2 separate regions of the Rattus norvegicus genome follow, and region 2 is linked to region 1. Evidence: chromatin contacts called from public Hi-C data. All regions are on one chromosome and are shown on one strand. The core of a region is the stretch at or near the end of the contact, and the rest is flanking DNA. Distances in the headings are between cores, read along the strand shown. Region 1 overlaps Pxdc1 (PX domain containing 1). Region 2 has its middle 100 kb from the start of Slc22a23.

Evidence for each region. A called contact is a pair of places that touch in the nucleus more often than the background predicts.
Region 2: a contact with region 1 is called in a Hi-C map of liver, with 4 times the contacts expected there. The contact joins two enhancer-like sites. A contact is called at or near these places in 3 of 12 Hi-C or Micro-C datasets (kidney and liver).

The regions. Positions count from the first base shown.
Region 1 is chr17:30,498,304-30,505,932 of GRCr8, reverse strand. Pxdc1 (PX domain containing 1) reads right to left here. Exons shown (of 5, transcript NM_001025719.1): 3 at 7,204-7,321. Among named protein-coding and RNA genes, the nearest start is that of Pxdc1, 20 kb to the right of the region's middle. Within about 2 kb of position 4,897, at least 2 of the 93 cell types and tissues checked have an H3K27ac peak or open chromatin away from gene starts, as enhancers often do. A contact at or near this core is called in liver, where this site is marked.
Region 2 is chr17:30,643,916-30,651,544 of GRCr8, reverse strand. No RefSeq gene overlaps it. Among named protein-coding and RNA genes, the nearest start is that of Slc22a23, 100 kb to the left of the region's middle. Within about 2 kb of position 4,069, at least 2 of the 93 cell types and tissues checked have an H3K27ac peak or open chromatin away from gene starts, as enhancers often do. A contact at or near this core is called in liver, where this site is marked.

The sequences.
Region 1 (7,629 bases), core at 3,648-6,147:
CCTGGGTGGTGCTAAGCATCGGATGAGATCAGATTGCATTTTAAATGAGCAGCTTGCCAACTTTGCATCATAAAATATATACGTTAATATTTTTCCCCAATAAGCACAGACGTGGGTACTGTAGAAAAACCAACAAACAAAAGCAGCTTCCTGTATCTACACTGGTAGTTAGTTTACAAGGGCTCTTCTATGGCTGAAAGAGCTGAAGTGGAAGATTGGCAGCTGGCACTAGGTGTACACTGCAGCTGTGTGGCCTTGGGACTCTTCTCTATGGGAAACCTTCAGGTTTGCATTTGAGAATGTCCAAAGGTTTGCCTCACTCTAGCATCCTACGATGTCCTGGATCCCGTCCATTTAGTTACGGACACCCTCTTTGAGCATCAAAACCTTTGATGTTCAAATCTCTAATGCAAACTGGGGTGGTGTTTCTAGAATCTTCACCCATCCTCCCGCTAGGCTTTACACCATCTTTAGATCACTTATAATACCTGATGCAATGCATATGATATGTAAATCATTGTTATAATGACTGAGGAGAAAGGGCTACACATGATCAGTGGACCTAGTACTTTCCCCCAGTATTTTGGCCTGTGCTTGGTTGAATCCATAGACTCGGGACCCACAGACATAGAAGGCTGACTGTAAGAACCTGGTGTGGCTTGGCTCTCTTCTTTTTACCTACTGTAGCCTTGACAGTTCAGAAGGAACTGAATCTCTCTCCTTTAGGCTTGCTGCCATCTTGGCCTTGACTCCTCCTCTCTGTGAGCCTCACTCATCTCCTGTCCTTGGTTCTCAGGCAGCTGAGCTCAATGCTCAGGGCCACCTCTGAAGTCGCCAGCAAGGCTCTTTCCCTAAAAGACACACTTAGCACATACCCCACATGCTGGGTACGTGTAGCCCACAGATTGAATCCTCACGTTAGGGACACAGCTGACTTTAGCCTTTCCTCTTCTACAGGCCCACACAGCCAACAAGAGCATCTTTCCCTGCCTAATCTTTGCTGAATGCGATGCCTTTGTTTCTAAAGGATTATCTTAGCCCCCTCCCCACCAGATCATAGTTTAATTTATTCCTGAGTGTGCAGATTTGCTTTTTTCATGATGAAAATGATCACTTACTGATTATTTTTAACCTTCCTAGGCATTTCTGAGAACCTCTGTCCATATACAGAGAATTAGGGAGCTACCCAGAAAGAAATAAAGAAAAATAGGTTTCCTCTTCACTCTCACAAAATGACTTTTCTTCAGTTTGCTAAGCACTTGCTGAAATGTGTGCCTGGTTTTCTGGAGAAGGGGTGAGCATGTGTCATGTGTCGCCTGCAGCATGTTTTCTCCCTCAGCTACACTCATGGGATATCAGCTGTGGTTCCCTCCCCAGCCGTCTTCCTTGCTCCTCCCACCCAATGGTTTGCAGCACTGGGGAGGGACTCAGCAAACTAATAAGTAAGGAGTCTGGGAACTCGGGTCAGCTGGGTCATTTCTGTGTCAAAGAGCGAAGGGAAGATGCTCAGGTAGTGAGCGGTCAGACTGAAAATCACTGAACCACACACAAGTTCCCATTCTCTCACCTCCCCACTCAGAGGGCGTGGCAGCAGAGAGCCACTTTCTTTACCCTTCTTATTAACTCTGACCCAAATCTGTCTCTTTGAGGAAGTGCAGGCAGCCCCAGTACAGCCTCCACACTGCTAACTGACAGTTCACATCTCCTTCTCCCTTCTACCCAGGAAATCCGGGGTGGGGAAGGGATCCTGGGATACAAGAGACTCCTGTACAAACTCCTGAAGCCATCGGCATGCCGAATCTTTGCTGATTGTGAACTGCAGAGTCAAGGATATGGAATCTTTACTGGTTCTTCCAGAATAGATTTGGAGCAAGTCACTCCTCAGATGTCTATGACAAACAGTCTTTGGAAACATTACTGACATCTAGAGTTCCCAAGGCCAGGTGGGCCCTGAGGACACTAAGGCATATTAGTCTTCAGTCTCTCAAAGTCCTAGATCCAAGCCTCAGAGGGATATTGCTCAAATTGCTAGTATTTTATCAAAGATGGTCCCCAGAAGCCCCGGGTTCCTCATGGATCCCCAGCCTTACCCTCATCACGCTGAGCCACCAGTCTCAAACTCATGAGCACACAGATGGAGTCTATCAACTTTCAACGCATCCACTCCAAGCCAGCTTGGAAAGGGATGGCTTACCAAGAAACACGAACACAAAGGCAGGTACAAAAACAGGCTCAAAACCTACCCAGACACACATTGGTCTCCCTATGCCTGAGCTAGCTAACACTGGAGCAAAGATTCTGTGACATCTATATTTTCATTTCTTTCATTCACTTAAAAAACAATGCCTTAAGAAGAATTATCACGGGGCTGGAGGGTTGGCTCAGTGGTTAAGAGCACTAACTGATCTTCCAGAGGTCCTGAGTTCAATTCCCAGCAACCACATGGTGGTTCACAACCATCTGAAATAGGATCCGATGCCCTCTTCTGTGTGTCTGAAGACAGCTACAGTGTACTCATATAAATAAAATGAATCTTTAAAAAAAAGAAGAGTTATCACTTAAAAACCTAAGAAGGGTTATCCAAAATTTACAATAAAGGAAGTGTGAGTTTGTCACGTGTCTCAATGCAGGGGGCCATCGGTTTAAAATGACCACTCTGCTAATAGGCCTGCAGCACTGCCCTCCCCAGACACCATCTACACACTGAACAACAGCCTCCTGAATGGGAAGTTACTCTTGCTGTGGCTTGAGTGTGAAATATCCCCTTGTAGGCTCGTGTGTCTGAACACTTAATCCCCAGCCAGCAGTGCTGGTTTGGAAGGTTGGGGTACCTTTAGGAGGGGAGCCTCACTGGAGTGAGTCACTTAGGGTTAGGTTTGTAGTTTGATAGCCTGGCCCTAATTCCTGTCCACTCTGCCCCTCGGCTATTGATACAGTGTAACGCACCACCACAACCTCGCCTCCCTCCATAGGATGGGCGTGTCCCTTCTTAAACTGGAAGTCAAAATAAACCCTCTCTCCTTTAAGCTGTGTCTGGTGGGGTATTTAGTGACAGTAATGAGGAAAGTAACCAACAGGGGTGCTGTCCACCAAGGACTTGTGCCTTTAAGCTCAGTAAGGCCTTGTTGATGTTCATGTTATGGGACTGCAGACTATAGCACACGTGTGCACACTGACCCCCTGTATATCGTGTTTCCAACCCTGTTCCTGCTATCTGTGCCTGGAGAACAGGTTAGTTCTGCTTGCTAGCCTCTTTACAGAGTTCAGCTGCACATTAAACAAGGTGATATGTGCACTTTATCTATCACTCTATCAAACACTTAAGTCTCAGATAATACTAATTACTACCATGACACTTGGTCATGATTTCCACCTGTGGTCGCACAACAACAATAATTTAAAAAACTGAAGAAAATGTTGTAACTAAGGAAATATTACAGTGCCTGCAGCCCAGTTTCAAACAAACTCAAGATATGAGTTTCTCACATGTCAGTTTAAGATCCACAGCAAAAATCACTAGCTAGTTCAATTTTCAGGCTCCAACCCTAACTCTAGAAACAGTTCATTTTCAGGTTAACCCCACGCCCTGTGCAAGGATCGAACTCAAGGCCTCGCATTGCTGGTTCTGCCACTGAGCCATTCTCCAGACCACAAGATGCTTCTATGTTCCTGTGTTCATCTTCTGTAATGTTTAATTAATAGTTAACTTTAGAATTGCAGGTAAGCCATGGAGGCACAGACAGGGCTCCCACATGACCCACAGCAGCCCCCCACCCCCACCCCATTGTCAGTACTTCATACAGTTAGGGTCCCTCATCACATCCAGGGAATGCCAAGGGGACGATGCCGCTGAGTGTAAAGCTCCTTCAGTGGGGTTTCTCTAGTGACTCATGACTGCCACTTGCTTCTGCTACAGATGTAACCCAGGACCCTGCTGCGCTGAGCTGTTGTGTCTTGATCTCCTTGACTCTGACGGTTCTGGTCTGTTCTTGTTTCTCGTGCACACCTTGTAAGGAGCTACTTTACAACACCTCCTGGAGCTGGATATCCAGGTGGTTAGAACTCGGTGATATGTCGCTGGGAGGAATCCCACACAGCGTGTTGAGCGACCCTCTGTGAAAGTATGGGGCGTGCTTGTATGTACAGTGTGCACAGGACTACTGGTGATGCTAACCCGGTGTCCCTGAAGTAAGCCTGACACTGTGAAAGCCCTGGTTTTCCTTTTCCTTTCCCCCCACTGGTCTTAGCTTATCTTCCTCAAAGGATATTTTTTGCAACATTCCCCAGTTAGTGTACAAGGTGTGGCAATGGTGATTTTCCTAATTTGTAACTGAGGCGAAGTTTACATGGGCCCTGTACCACCACCCTTCCAGGTCACCAACTTTGTGATCCCTTTACTTCTGCAGCCTTTTCTTCTCCAGCCTCGGAAGCATTCGCAGGAGTCTTCCTCCCTCCTAAGTCCTCCCTGGTGTTATAGTATCAGTTTACTCCAACAGAATGAACACATAAACAATATCCTTTTATTAACTGGATGGCTTTTCTATCCCCATATAGTAAAAATTATGGCTAAGATTAAATAGATAGTGGATTAAAGGACAACAAAAAAATGTATTTCCTTTCAAACCTTGATGGGAACAACCCACTTCTGAGGATGAATTCTATCGGTTCTACTAGCGTGACCAGGTGAAGCTGAGAACTTTGTTTCCTTTGTGCTGTGTAGTCCCAGCAGCACCGCAGAACACTGAAGATCTCTGTGCCCTTGGGTTTGATAAACATTTAGATCAACACAGGAAATGAATGCTTAAATCTGAGTGGCTATCTTTGCCAAGGCACCAGAATATTGAAGATACTCGGTACAATCAGTGCCTGCTGCCATCTGGTGGAGCCCTCACCACCTACAGCCTCAACATTCAAAGAGAAAAGATAGGACACAAAAGGCCCAGTTTCCGTAAATCCCCATCCCCAGAGAGGGGATTCTGTGCCAACTCCACGGTACCCACCATCTCTCCAAATGTCAGAGTGCAGGAAGAAATCCCCCAAAAGAAGGAGAGAAAGGTCAGTGTAGGCCTTGGCCATCAACATCCATTTCTTAAATGGAAAGACTTGGAGAGAATGACAGTGGGGGGGAGGGTTTGCCTTGGTGACCCTTGAGGTCACAGCACAACCAATGACCAGAGTCCAGTGGAAGAGACCCAAGATCTGGAGATGATATGACAAGATCAAAAGTCATCCATTGTTTAGACAATCCAGACAAACAGTCTCACTACATGCAATCATCTGGATAGAAGTTTCTAGAGCCCAGGTACAGGTTAACAAAGGTCTCCTAGGACCTTAAACTGCCCACTCTCCTCTAAGACAACCCAGGAAGCTGCCACACAATGGCACCCACCCTGTGCACTCACGGTCATGGACTCTCCCTCGCCAGGTCCTAGAACCCATCCACCCAGTTCACCTGTGCACACAAATGTGACTTTCATCCCTGTGTGACAAAGACACAATAGCACATCACTCTGTCCCTTCCGGTCTTCCCTCCTCTCCCACAGACGGCTCTGAGCGCCTGTTCCATCAGCTTCTCACCATTTAGAAAGGCAGTGATGGACAACAGATTCCTCTCCCCTCCTTTCCACAAGTCAGGCCATCTTGGATCTCCTTTTATGTCCCCCTCTCCTCTTATAAACGCCAGTGTCACCCTTTAGGCCACCAGCTGATTAACCCAGTCCTGGAAGCCACCAGGATGAGCTCTTTTTCCTACAAAGTATTATTCCTCGGTACCATGGTCCAAAGCCACCCTGCATGTGGTGTTTGCCTACAATTCCAATACTAAGGAGGTTGACATAGTTGGGGAGGACTGCTGTGAGTTCAATGCTAGCCCCGGCTATGTAGTGAATTAATGGTTAGCCTCTTGAAGAAACAAAACATGAAACAAAATACAATTCTCTGCACAAGTAGAGCCAGCTCTCAGGAAAACAGCAAACAGGTCATGGGCTCCTTCCTTCCTACGTAGCTCCTGCCATGGTGATCCCACCTTACAGAGGCTGCCTTTCGGTGCTAGAAGGCACAGTAAACGTCAGTGTCCAGAGTGCCAAAGCTAAGAGCTTCCTTAAAGCCGATTGCCAGATTCAACACTGCCTTTCAGGGGCTCCCTCACTTCCGCAGGTCAGTCGGCCTACTGGTTCCAGTCATTACCTCAGAAATGCTTTCCTGGGGCTGGAGAAATGCTCAGCGGTTAAGAATACTTGATGTTCTTCCAGAAGACCCACACTCAGTTCCCAGCACCCACCTGGCGGCTCACAACCGTCTACAACTCCAGTTCTGAGGGATCCAATGCCTTCTTTAGCCTCTGTGGACACCAGGCACACACATGTAAATATATATACTACAGACATGCAGACAAAACACATAGGCAGACACAGAATTAAAATAATAAATATATTTTTAAAAGAATGCCTCATTAATTATTTTCATCATTGTTATACTCTATCTTAAGTAAATTCTAACTAATATGTCAAGCTAACCCCTTTGGAAGTAAGAAGGACATACCCAGCAGTCACCAAGCAGAAGGCACTTACACAGCTTAGTAAGAACTCGGGGATCATTTCTCTGTTTTGGGGAAGTGACCTTTTGGAGTCCAAGGGTGGAGACTGAACCTCTCCTCCAGTTCCACACTGGAAAGGTCTTGCAACCACCACAGTCACTGAGCACAGTCCTCCTGTGCCTTCATAGTAGTCCTCCCATACCTTCACCACAGTCCTCCCACATCTTCACCACAGCCCTCCCACATCTTCACCACAGTCCTCCCACCTTCCCCTCAGTCCTCACACCTTCCCCTCAGTCCTCACACCTTCCCCTCAGTCCTCACACCTTCCCCTCAGTCCTCACACCTTCCCCTCAGTCCTCACACCTTCACCACAGTCCTCACACCCTTACTGCAGTCCTCCCACCTTCCCCTCAGTCCTCACACCTTCCCCTCAGTCCTCCCACCTTCCCCTCAGTCCTCACACCTTCCCCTCAGTCCTCACACCTTCCCCTCAGTCCTCACACCTTCCCCTCAGTCCTCACACCTTCACCACAGTCCTCACACCTTCCCCTCAGTCCTCACACCTTCCCCTCAGTCCTCACACCTTCCCCTCAGTCCTCACACCCTTACTGCAGTCCTCCCACACCTTCACCGCAGTCCTCCCAGGCCTCCAGCAAGGCTCTTACCTGATATTTTCACAGGACTTTGAAAGCTGGGTTGGATTTTATGGACGTTATCATTTTTTAACACCTGATCCAGAGGCGATCTTTCAAAGAAGGTGAGGACAACCTCAGACCTAGAATACTGGGAACAACCAGTGATTACTGAAGAGGTAAACCTCTCCACAGCAGGTCCCACGTGTGTGCTGGGATGGTGTTTCTGCACAGAGGTGACCCCAACTAATGTGATGCTCAGGAGACAGCCCCAGACCTGTGCAGGGGCTGGTTGATGGCCTGTGCCCGGTGACTGGATCACTGTAGCTTCTTTGTTTAAAGGTGGCTACAGGCAAGGCCGCTCGCTGGGGCGGGTGGCTCTGTGGAATGCTTTGCATGAAGCTGGTATATCACACCTGGCTGCCTCCTTTACTCTCTGCTGGGTTGCTTCTATGTGCC
Region 2 (7,629 bases), core at 2,820-5,319, 150 kb before region 1:
TCTCACATATATTATTATTACATTTTCTTCACCACCCCTGCCCCCACTACACACACAGACACACAGACACACAGACACACAGACACACAGACACACAGACACACACACACACACACACACACACACACACACACACACATTTATGGGTCTTGCTAGGCAGCTTAGGCAGACTGGGAACTGGAGATCCTACTGCCTCCAGGTTCTGAGTATCACAGGAGTGGGTTAGACTGCCTTTGAATTACCATGAATTACCCTATAATTACCATGATGCAATGTCACATTCAAATCAAAGACAAAGTAGTCTCAGGAACTTCTAGTTGGCCAATAGCACTGCCCTTGGGTGGGATAAACAGGCTAGAGCAGAGTTGTGAGCCTATCTGATGTGCATTCTCAATGGGTGAGCTCCCCACACAGGCAGCCAGCGGTTCCAGCTTGCTGACTTGGGAAGCAGAGGCTCCCCAGGGGTGAGGACTCTGCACATGGCCCACTGGAGTGGAGGTGCTTCAGGTGCCCAGGCCAGCAGCTCTGTGTGGAAATGGGGCATATAGGCTGGGAAGGACATGAACCATGCCCACACGGAGGGCCTGTTCATGGGCTAGACACTTTACTCTAAAAAGGCAATCTTTGGCTCCCACTTCTGTGGAAGGGCAGCTAACCCTCTACCCAGCGTGCTCTTTTACTAGGCAACAGTAAAAGGCAATAGTCTCTTTGACAGGTCAGTGAGAAATTGCTCAAGGCTATCTCAGTCATCAAAATAAATGCCATAACCCTTTTCCAGGGGCCAAGCCAGGCCCAGACTGGCTGTGTTCCAGGACCTCATGCCATTGCTTCTGAAAACTAGTTATGTGTTTGTCTTCAGAGACATCTGCTATCATTACCAAGGCACGGTATTTGTCAGGGGAAAATAAAAAGAAAGGAGTCGACATTTATTAAGGACCTACTGTGTACCAGGTGCTGCTCTCAGTACTTCCCAGTAGGCAGATTCAACTAAGGGAGGAATGTTCACCTGGGATTTGCGTGGTTCAGACGAGAAAGACTTGTTCTTTAAGGTTTCACGTGTACAATAAGAAAGAAACATCAAGAATCTGGAAACCAAAGCACTCTTCCTAGTTACTAAAAACAGCATAGAGGCTAAGAAGCATGAGGAAGTGGGTTGGAAAGTGCGACAAGCTAGGAGGATTGCACACCAGTGCTCTATAGCACTTAAGGCCTCTAGGGCTAACACACACTTAGCATGTATTTCAAAATAACTAGAAGCAATGATGTTGAATGTTCCCAACACACACACACACACACACACACACACACACACACACACACTCACACTCGCACACATGTACGCACTTACACATGTACGCACTTACACATGTACATGCACATGTGCACACACACATACACACTCACACACATGTACACACTCACACATGCACATGCACATGTGCACACACACACAAAGGTCCTAAATACAACCACTCACCAACCTGATCAGTGCCTTGAAGACCTACGTGACAATATCACACCTCATGTCATAAACACACACAATTGTTGGTTTAAAATTGAAAAATGGAAACACACTCTGGCCCTATGTGGTTCTAGATGTGTGTGTGTACACAATGTCTTATAGCATCAAGTCAAATTTATTATATATTTATATTTATAGTATACTTCCCATAAAGCATACATTTAATCTATAGTACATATTGTATGTAGCATTTTATAGTGTCAAGTTAAATTTATTATATATTTACATTTGTAATCTGTTTCTTAATATACAGTATACATTGTACAATATGCATTTTTACAAATGAATTTGACTTGATTCCATCTAGACCCTTGACTTCCTTTACAATTCACAGCTAGCCCTTTAAGAATTATGAAGAACCACAACAATTTGGAAAGAAAGGCACTTTTTTTCTTTTTCTTTCTTTTTCTTTTATTGGATTTTTTTAAATTTACATTTCAAATGTTATTCCCTTTCCTGGTTTTCCCGGACATAAGCCCCCTATCCTATCCCCTTCCCTTTCTTCCATAAGGGTGTTCCCCTCCCCATCCACCCCCCTCAATCCCCCACCCCCACATTCTCCTACACTGGGGGTCCAACCTTGGCAGGACCAAGGGCTTCTCTTTTCATTGGTGCCCAACAAGGCCATCCTCTGCTACATATGGAGTTGGAGCCCTGGGTCAGTCTTTGGGTAGTGGTTTAGTCCCTGGAAGCTCTGGTTGTTTGGCATTGTTGTTCTTATGGGGTTGCAAGCCCCTTCAGCTCTTTCAATCCTTTCTCTAATTCTTCCAACGGGAGTCCCGTTCTCAATTCAGTGGTTTGATCCTAGCATTCGCCTCTGTATTTGACATGCTCTGGCTGTGTCTCTCAGGAGACATCTATATCCAGCTCCTATCAGCATGAACTTCTTGGGGAAGGCACTTTGATAATGTCTCTTTGTTTTGTTGTAGCAGCAAAACAGACAATAGTGTCACTAGAACAGGCAGAGGGGCGTGACTTGGGGCTTGACTTCGCTAAGCAGCACCACTTCCTGCTTTGATCTGGTCAGCTCTCTGGCATAGCAGGCAGATGAATCCTGGGCTGGAACTGGCCCTGTGGATGGGAATGGGCTCAGGGACCAAGGCACCCACTGATGCTTTGGTTACTATGGAGGTAGGCCCGGTAGAAGTAAAATGGGGACAACTAAGAGTCTTGGATGGCAGCCAGTTATTAATAGTACAGAAGTCTTTTGACCTGTATAGACATCCCATCGAATACCAGGCAGACATCAGCCTGTGGGTTCAGAGATGATGTAAGGGGGAGGGGACAATATACCTATCCTATAGTGTTTCCTCCCTAAATATTAAAACTTCTTGTGTCCTCCAGCTTGTGTCACATGTGTCTTTTTCTCTAAGTGTAAGGACAACCTTTTCAGACAGGCCATACCCTGAAACAGGTCAGATAGGTCCTTTATCCTAAAATGTGACAGTTTAAAATAGCAAGCCTTATCTCACATAGTTTCCTAGGGTCGGGAATCTAAGCTATCAGCTAAGATTGCAGGCACCTGGAGGCTTAGCTGCTAAGGCTGGGTAATTGTCTCTGAGCTCACTCACAAGACTGAGACAGGAAACCTAGGGTTGGCAGGTCCTCATGGTGGAGGTAATGAATAATCTTGTCAACTTGAAATGATCCAGACTCACCAAAGAGACAAGCCTCTGAGTGTGCCTTGGAGGGCGTTTCTAGATAGGGTTAAACTGAGCTGGGCTGGGGTCCCTGACTGAATAAAAATGGGGAGCCATCTGGGTACTGCATTCATCTCTGTGAATGCAAGCTCCAGCCATGATGACCTCCCTGCTGTGACTGGACTGTACCCTCAAATTTGAGCCAAGTAATCCCTTCCTTCCCTCCGTGGCTGTGTCAGGTATTTCATCACAGCTATGAGAAAGTAACTAAATACAGAGAATAGCTGAGCTGGCTGGTTTTGTTAAAGACATAGCTAGAGCTATCTGAAGAGAGGGAACCTCAATGGAGAAAACAACTTCGTGAGATCCAGCTGTAGGGAATTTCCTTAAGTAGTGACTGATGGTATCCCTGGGTCTTGGATTCTGTAAGGAAACAAGGTGAGCAAGCCATCAGGAGCAAGCCAGTAAGCAGCACCCCTCCACTGCCTCCTACACCAGTTCCTGCCTCCAGGCTTCTGTCCTGTTTGAGTTTCCATCCTTCCTTCCTTCAGTGATTGACTATGATATAGAAGTGTAAGTCAAATAAACCTTTTCTTCCCTAAGTTGTTTGGTCTGGGTGCTTCATCACAGCAACAGAAACCCTAAGCAAGACAGTACAGAGCCACGGGAGTTCTAACCCTGAGGAATTGGTCAATGCTATTTATAAAGGAGCATTAGGTTTCAAATTTGACCTCTCTTGCTGCGCTTCTTCATGCGATGGCCTCTATGACTGATAAGAAGTCCCTCACCAGATCCGACCACCAGAACTACAGAATCTCTGTTTCTCATAAAGCACCTGTTCTGTGGGACTCTGTTAGAGCAGTGCACAGTGGATTGGAAACAGCTGTGACCTTTCCAAGGCTGCCCTGTGAAGTTGTAATTCTGTCGGTTATCCTGGGACATAGAAGTCTGCAGTCCAAAGGGATGAACTTTGTATATTTGCTTTTAAAAGGGACTCTGCTCTTTGTTATTTTTACAATCCACATTACTCGAAAACGCATTTCAAGTGAGCTGTTGCAACATCTTATTCTCAGGAAACTAAAGTTGGGCTTTGCAGGGACAGGGATACATCTAAGTCCTTTAGCCAAGGAGTAGACTCAGTGAAATGTTAGTGTATTTTCCTTGGCTTTTCTGTTCTCCATGAGTCCTACACAGCCACAAAATGCAGACCATTTGACAGTGTGCTTGCTCTGAGGAAAATTCCCCATCCTTTCCCCCACTTATTTCTAGCTTACAGAGAAATAAAATTGAAGTAAAAATAATGACAGCTACCATTTATTGTGTGTTTTTAATATGCCCTTCATGAGGGTTTTTTCCTACATGCCTCCATATTTCACAGTGGGAAGGACCCAAGACTAAGGGAATGAGTTTGTTTGAGGTCTGCAGTGTTTTAGCCAGTGTACTATCCATCACAGTCTATGGAATTATAAATCTTGCTTCAAGAACAAATGGCACTGAGTTGTAGGGTTTATTAAAACTCTGTATGAGAAATGACCAGATGTTGTTTTGTGAGGGAGAGTTTGGTAAATGAGGTCTTATTATTTAATGTTTTAGATAAGTTAACCGTGCACAGAATAGGCTTAAAGAACAGTGTAACATGAATTCTTTTAGAAATATTTTACTAGGCATGTGTAAGTATTTGCAAATATTTGTGAGGTGCATGTAACGTTTTGATTTGTGGGTATATGGGTAGTGATTCAGGTTAATTGATATAAGTGTATTGTTGCTAAGTATGTGCCCTTCTTGTGCCACAGAACCCCAGAACTTATCCTTCCTGTTACTAACATGGTGTCATTGACTCCATCCTGGTCCCACCTCCCTACTTTTCCCAACTCCTCCTCTTTTCAGAGCATACGGGTGGGAATGCTGCATGTGTGGTAATTTCACTGTTTCGAGGGCCTCCTGTTGGGTTCCTCACAACAGTCTCAATAATTTACAACCCTGTTAACGGTGAATAAGGGTCCCTCCTTCTCACATCCTTGTGGGCATGGTTCCTTGTTGGTTTTAAATAGTTGTTCCCCAGGAATTCTGATTTGCTCCATCTTGATGATTGGTAATAGCATTCATTTTTATACGCCTGTTGGCTATGTGTATGTCTCTTTCTAAGAAATATTTTCCAGATCTTTAGCACATTTTAATTGAATTATTTTTTCTAAGTAGGCTATTAGGCTGGTATTTAACAAAAGCCTAATCCCTCCTCAATAAGTTTGATATTGGTAGGTTGAAATAGTATAACAAAAAATGAAATTAATAAAAGCAGTTGTCAGCAGGATTTAGCTTATAAAGGAGATTTTTAGATCAACCTATGTATATCAGAATAAATCCAAAAAACAAAGACAAATGAAAGCACCAAAGTTTCCATCAGTCCTGTCAACCCCAGGACTGCACAGCTTTGATCGATGGTGTCCACCATGTTGAAATGGCCTCATCAACTCTTAACTGAGCTTTTGTTCTTTCATTATTTGATGAGTGTTTCTTGTCCATGGGATACTCCAATTACTTTGCCCCATCATCCTCATAAAAGCAAAAGCATTTGTACTCATCTCTCAGTATCCTTGAGGCATTGGCTTCAAGATCCATAAGGACCCCCCAAATTTATGGGCTGTCAAGTCTCTTATGGGAAAGGGTTGACTGAAGATATGGCTAGAAGGGTAAGAGTACATGCTGTGAGCTCAAATACCCAAGACCCATGCAAAACAAAAACAACACAGCAGCTACAGTGTGTGGCTGTGCATGCCTATAACATCATAACATCAGTGTTGGGAGTGGACACAGGTGGATTCCAGGAGCTAGCTTGCCAGGCAAGCTTCATGTTCAGTGAGAGAACTCATGTCAAGGAAATTAATCGAAGATCAATAGAGCAGGATGCCTAATATCCTCCTCTCTATGTTCTGTGCATGCATGTAGCACCATTTCCACTCTACCGTGGCAATTGAAACTACATGGCTGGTGGATGGTTGAATTGTGCCTGTGTGTACTGTGTCTATGGATATAGAGAATACTGTATACTATAGGAGCCTAGGTCTGCTTGTACCACTGGGAAATGGCACTGGTAGCATCAAGGGACCAGAAATAGTCCAGAAATAGTCTCCTGAAAGGTGCTTCTTCCTGATTTCCTGACCTCCAATGGTTGTTGCTCAGAAGTAAAACAATTTCCTGAGGCTGCTTGAAATGACAGAAGTCACTGTTGCCTCTGGATCAGGACACCAGAGCCGCTTCTGTGACAGTATGTAGGAAATAAGTGCCACAGATGCTTAACAAAGGTCACCTTTCCTCAGGGAGCTCATCTCCGCAGTGGGAGAGCACGTTCCTCAAAGTCTAGTCATTTCTGGGCTGTTGACTACCTGGGGTGAGAGAAGTGAAGAATGATTTAATCTGTGACCAGCCCTCAGGATCCTGGAGCCATGCTGAAGGCTCTTCTCTGATTCTGTAAGATAAACAGCAGCTTCCCAGGAGTCACCTTGGGAGAGGCACAGGAGGGTTGTGACCAGTGTGAAGACACAGAGAGCAGAAGGACAGACAGCCATGCCTATTCACGGTATCTGACCACACCTCAGTTTCCTCATCTACAAGGTTGAAAGGGCTCAAGTCCCTTTGCCACAATGCTGCCATGAGACTCAAATGGGAAGCATACATAAAGAACTTAAAATGGTGCCTAGAACACAGCAATGCTCTGAATGACAGGGTCCACGATAAATAGGTGGAAAGCAAGCAATTTAAATCTGATGGGCTCTGGAAGTAAGGTCTGTCATGGAGGTAACACCCAGCAACAGACTTCTTAGGAAGACGGACCGACTCCCGTGATTGACATCTATCGACCTGTGTGATTGACATCTATGTGCCTCTGATGGTGACTCCCATCCCCGAGGGTGAGAATGTGTCTGTTTAGCTCATCACTGCCCCCACAATGTCCTGTACATGCCAGGTATGCAAAGAGCAAGTGAGTGAGCTACCAAAGGGATATTCATTTGACCTCAGTTCTGTCAGTCACACAGGGCTGTAAGTGCCTGGACTCCCAGGAGGAAGGAAGAAAACTGACGGCGGAAGCTCGACTAGCCTGGAGTCTGACCATCAGGCTTTTGCTTGTTTCCCCAACTTGAGCTGAATTCTTGAGGAATAAGGGGAAATTTAAGGCAGGGGATTCTGGGACAGAAGAGGAGACTGGGCCCCATTGGATTATTCTTTTATCTTCTCATGAGCTGAGACAGGACAGTGTAACTATTGAGCAGTCTGAACTACTCCTTTCTTGTACCTGAATCTTATTGTTAACATTCTAATGGGTCACCCTGTCTCCATGCGGTCCTGGAGCTATGACAAAGGAAATCCCACTGAGCACTGCCTTCTAGATTGTCCTTGTCCTCTGCTCTCTACAAACAGACTGGTTAGTGTCTTGTTGCTTCAGATGGGGAGGGTTTGTCTTTTAGCCTA